Linked DNA regions of Oryctolagus cuniculus: region 1 is linked to region 2. The links are chromatin contacts, called in public Micro-C maps. All regions are on one chromosome and are shown on one strand. Each heading gives the region's core, a stretch centred on a gene start, on an enhancer-like site or on the middle of the called end of the contact. The rest is flanking DNA. Distances are from core to core; before and after follow the strand shown. Region 1 holds the start of PDGFD (platelet derived growth factor D). Region 2 has its middle 390 kb from the start of DDI1.

Region 1 (2,700 bases), core at 32-2,531, 530 kb after region 2:
ACTTGTCATCAGAGAGCACAATAAAGTTTTTTTTCTTCAAAGTCCCAAAGTCTTCTGATGAAGTCCAAATTAAGAGCATACCAAGAAAGCAACTGATAAGGTAATAAGATGACTTATATGAAGTTACCAAGTCAGACAGTTAAATGTTGCCAGCCAAATATTAAGAATAGCTGTGTGTATTAGAATTTGAAGCAAGCAAGAGAGAAAGCCTTAATGTAGCAACAAACAAAAAGACCAAACCAAGGGGTCAGTTCAGGTACATGACAGGAACAGCTGCAAATCGCTGGGCCCATCAGCTGCAGCTGGGAATTGAAGAATAAATCAGCTTCAGATATCAGCAGAGGCCCCAGAAGGTAAATAAACTCAATTTAGAATCCCTGGGAGTGAATGACCCAGGTGTCCTCCAGAGTAAAGGAAAACAAGCATGCCTGCTGGGCACCTGGCTTGGGATGGCTGTTTCAAAAGCCTGACTCCTTGCAAACAGTTGGAAAGTCTGCTTGGGCCAAGAAAGGTAACAGCTGAAGCCAGCTCCCCCTGGAGCACAGATGCAGCCCCAGAAGCCCTGGGTTCAGTTTCTGAACCATGCTCACTCAGCTCCAACGTGAAAGTCCCTTAAGGGGCTGAGCCGGCAACATGCTTGCTGCCCAACACCTTGTTCTGAAAATTGAGCTTAAAGTACAGTCGCTCCACTGAAACGCATTATCCCTCGCCTCCGCATTATAAATAAATAAATAATAAACCAGCCGAAGAATGGCACTCTTGAGTCCCTCTACCTATCACCAAGGCCCGATTTTTCAAAAGGTTAAGAGCTTGCCCCAGGGGCGGCACAGCGTGCAACTTTCTCCAAGTCTGGGATAAGGCGCCCGCATCCTGGTATCAGACTCCTGGAGACGAGAATGATTTCTCTGGGGTGCAGCAAGATACCGCCTGTCCTGACCTATTCCACCTGCACATGTCCACTTCTCCTCAGTCCCATTCCGGAACAAGGGACTCTCTCAGGACTTAGGACAGGCACGGGATCCTCCCTTCCCGAACGCGGCGTTCTGCCTGGGCTCATAGGCAAGACTCCAAAAGGAGAAAACACATGCAGAAAACAATGAGGACAACAGCAAACCTGATTTCTATTCCTTAATTAAAAAAGAAAACGGCTCCTCTTACCATCTCGCCTGAGATTGGCGTTGCGCAAAGCTTTGATGGATGCGCTCTGCGGGGTGGCCGAAGTGTCCCGAGAGCTGCAGAAGTTTCCGCACACTAGAGTGTAGACGAGGATGAGCCGGTGCATTTGGGATTGGCGACCTCGGGTCAGTGTCGCTCCCTGAAAAAGCCGGGTTCCGCTCCTGGGACGGACGCCGAGCCGCCGTGCCCCTCGCCGCCTGCGCTCGCCGCGCGCTGGCCCGGGCCGCCTTGCTAGTCGCCGAGCTCGCCCCAAACTTCCTGCATGCTGAACTTTCCGAGCGCGTGTGCGTGCCGCACTTCCTTGTGCTGGTGCTCGGAGTTGATACACGGTGACGGGACAAACAACAGGTTGACGTTTGTTTGCCCCCTCCGGTGGCCAGCAGCTGCAGCACAGGCTGCAGGGAGCGGGCGGCGCCGCGGCCGGCCCGGCAGGCGAGCGCGGCAGCCGCGTCCTCCCAGGGCGGTGGCGGCGGCTGTGGTCCCTGCGCTCCGACAGCTCTCTCTGGCTGGGAGTAGCGGCGCAAGCACCCCTGCTGCCCGGGCCCGGCCCAAACCTCCTCTGCCGCCTCTGAGCATGCCCAGTTTGACAGGGGGCCAGGACGCTGCTCATTGCCCTTGACTTTACCCTAGTTGTGGGACCAGAAAGGCAACGGGGGGGTGGGGGCGGCGGGGAGTGGCCAGGAGGAAGTGGGAGAAAATACAGTCTGGGTATTTCTCCAAAGGTGACTCTCGCGTCCACCTTCAAGACGGTTCTTGCCTTGGAGGCTTGGGATTTGGGGAGGACGCATGGAATTGGGAGGAGAGTGTCTTTTACAGTAACCACATGGGATTCTACTTCATCAAGATTCTTCTGTAGGTGTGGTGAAAAAATGTTGTTGCAAGCGAGTTTGATTCCGGGTTTTTCCTTGTGGGCTCCAAACAGTGTAACTTCAGGTGAGGCAAGGATAATGTCTGGAAGCGAGGATATGAGGCCAGCGCTTCCTTTCCCCTGCCCAGGGCTGCATGCCTGGTGATGACTCAAAGTGGTGGAGTGCCAAGGGTACATCAATGGTGCTCCCATGCCTGCCCTCGCTCCCTGTACAGGACAGGGGGGCTGCAGTGCAGGGTCGGGTAGAGCAGGGATAGACTGAGCAAGGTGAGCAGGTGCCCTGAGTCTCGCGCTCCTCTGCCTTCACTGCCCGTGGAAAGAGGCAGGCAGATCCCCTCTCTTCCCTCTGTCTGGAAACCGGGCAGTCCAGAGGGGCTGGCTCTGGGTTCCAGAAACGCCCAAGTGAGTCCAGACCCCCCCCCCCCTTACTAGCCAGAACAAATTATTGGGCCTCCTGAACTTCAGTTTCTCATATTTACGAAGTGAAGTCAGCAATTCTTAGTCTGTATGATGGTGTTGAGTATGATATGAAAAAAAAAAAAAAGCGTTCGTGTATTGCCTTATTTCTAACTGAATCCAAATCCAAATCTCCATAATTCTCAACTTTGCACCAAGACCTATAAAGGAAATTTTCCACTCTCTTCAAGGCCTTCCGG
Region 2 (2,700 bases), core at 77-2,576:
CACTAATCCAGTGATAATTATCTAAGGTTTTGATTTGACTTGTGCAGATCAATATATGACCTAGTGACTTTCAGGGAGTGGCCTGTAGTCTTTTTTTTTTTTTTTTTTTTTTTGACTGGCAGAGTGGACAGTGAGAGAGAGAGAGAGACACAGAGAGAAAGGTCTTCCTTTACTGTTGGTTCACCCTCCAATGGCTGCCGTGGCCAGCGCGCTGTGGCCGGTGCACCGCACTGATCTGAAGCCAGGAGCCAGATGCTTCTCCTGGTCTCCCATGCGGGTACAGGGCCCAAGGACTTGGGCCATCCTCCACTGCCTTCCCACGCCACAGCAGAGAGCTGGCCTGGAAGAGGGGCAACCGGGACAGAATCCGGTTCCCGGACTGGGACTAGAACCCCGTGTGCCAGCGCTGCAGGCAGAGGATTAGCCTATTGAACCGCGGCACCGGCCTATAGTCTATTTTATAGATGGATTCATTCCTCTCAAGCAATGCTTTCTGCAATGTGCAGCCTGAAGAGGAAGACACACTGCAACTGTTGCCTCCCTATCAGGTGCTGCTCCTCCTGGACTCCCGGCAGGTAGCAGCCCATGCATGCAGATGTCCTGTGTCACCTAAGTGCCAGAGTACCCAATCACCATGTGCTTTAAAGACTGGCTTCTCTAGCTTGCCAAATTGCAGGCATGACTATGGAAAAATCCCTCTTCCATGTGAGCACCCTCTCTCCCCTCCTCCATCATAAATAGATTGTTTATGGGGTGATGTAGTCTTTTGGATCCCTTATGCATAGTCTTCCAGGTTCATCAATCCACCTATAGCTTTCATGGATTCGCTTTGACTCAAGGTCAGACATTGTTGCGTTTCCACACATCCAACACCAGGGGGTGATCAAAGCACACTACACTAATGACCGCGGATCCAGACAAAGCAGAGTTCCAGCCTCCTGCAGTGCACCCAGAACAGAAATTGCAGAAGAGGCTGGGCTCGCAGAAATTCACGTCAGTGTAACTTACAACACGCCAAGAATGTTTTTAATGGCATTGCACTGTACACATGTTCAGTGTGATTCTTATAAAGTGGAGTTTCTCTTTAATGCCAAGGGGAGAAACAAATGGCATCCGCATAGAGAAGAGAAGGCAAAGGCTTGTCCTGCCTGGTGCCCCACAGTCCCCCATCCTTTACAGATGCCAGTGCAGTGTTCCTTTCCTGGTGCACACAGCCGCGCACCAACTCATGTGTTCCAGTGCAAACTGCTGCAGCTCAAGTGCCAAGAACGTTTCAGGCCAAAGGTCTTTGCCACAGCTGTGACTCTCCAGTTCTAGGAAATACTCTCATGGCAAAGTGCTTTTGGAAAGGAATGTGAGAGAAGGAAATTCAGTTCAGCTCTCCTAAGCTGCCCAGTGTCAGGGGGATGCACTGTTTGTGCTTGTCTTTTAGTCTTCAAAATGCAAGTGACTGCTCCTTTGGACCTGTATTTTTCCATTAATAAACACCAACCTCCTTTCTCCTGCTCCACTAAAAGCCTGATAAAAATCTATGAAGTTAATTTTGCTTCTTTTTGTCTGCGAAGAATCAAGAACATCACTTCTGCAAAGGTCTTATAGTGATGTTTAAGGCAAGGACATGTGGTTCAAGTTCTTCAGTGAAAGTCCATGAAAGTTGGCTTTCTCCTCTATCAAAAGGCTCCCTACCTAAAACACGAGTACATATGTCTCCACAGCCCTTCAGCAAGGTGGCTACTTGGAGGCAAATGAACTACGCATGCCCTGTTTTTCCTTTTATAAACTTTTTACTCCATTATGATATATATTGAAATGTATACAAATCATAATTATACATCGTGGTGAAATTCCATAAAATCAAGACACATATAATTATTGCCCATCTTAAGGAACAGACTGGCAGCAGATGTTGGTTGCAACAGTTGCGAAGGTGTTGGAAATGTTCATGTCCCTTGTTGGAGTGCTGGTGTGCTTGTCCCAGCTCGGATCCTGAATCCAGCTTCCTGTTAGTGTGCACCCTTGGAGACAGCGGGTGATAGCTCAAGTAGGTGAGATCCTACCGCTTACATTGGCCCCTGGATTGAGTTTCACCTATGGCTTGGCCCAGCCACTGCTATTGTGGGCGTTTGGGGAGTGAACAAGCAGATGCGTTCTGTCCTCCCCCTAGAGTTAGAAACATACCAGGGGATTCCAATTCAATCCCATCAAGGTGGCATGTACCAATGCCATCTCATTAGTCCCAGTGATCAATTTCTGTTCACAATTGATCATAATGATAGGACTAAGAACCAAAGGGATCATATAAAAAAATAGTGTCTGCAAATACTAGCTGATAGAATAAAAAAGGGAGAGAATGATCCAACATGGGAAGTGAGATGCACAGCAGACCCATAGAATGGCAGATGTCCTAAACAGCACTCTGGCCTCAGAATCAGCCCTTAAGGCATGTGGATCTGGCTGAAAAGCCCATGAGACTATTTCAGGCATGGAAAGCCAAGACACTCTGGGGAAAAAAAAAACCTAAATGAAAGATCTCTGCGAGTGAGATCTCAGTGGAAAGAATGGGTCATCAAAGAAGGAGGTACCTTTCTCTGAAGGGAGGAGAGAACTTCTACTTTGACCATGGCCTTGTCTAAATATGATCAGAATCAGTGAACTCAGGGGGGCTTCCATAGCCTTGGCAGCTCATGACAAGAGCCTAGG

The links. Hi-C and Micro-C count contacts between places; a contact is called where the count stands out from the background.
Region 1: a Micro-C map of ear pinna shows a contact between it and region 2, with 11 times the contacts expected there. The contact joins the promoter of PDGFD here to the enhancer-like site in region 2. A contact is called at or near these places in 2 of 6 Hi-C or Micro-C datasets (ear pinna and embryonic fibroblasts).

What each region holds. Positions count from the first base shown.
Region 1 is chr1:95,907,904-95,910,603 of mOryCun1.1, forward strand. PDGFD (platelet derived growth factor D) reads right to left here and starts at 1,282. Exons shown (of 7, transcript NM_001195762.1): 1 at 1,159-1,282. The coding sequence starts at 1,282.
Region 2 is chr1:95,381,910-95,384,609 of mOryCun1.1, forward strand. No RefSeq gene overlaps it. Among named protein-coding and RNA genes, the nearest start is that of DDI1, 390 kb to the right of the region's middle. Within about 2 kb of position 1,327, at least 1 of the 8 cell types and tissues checked has an H3K27ac peak or open chromatin away from gene starts, as enhancers often do.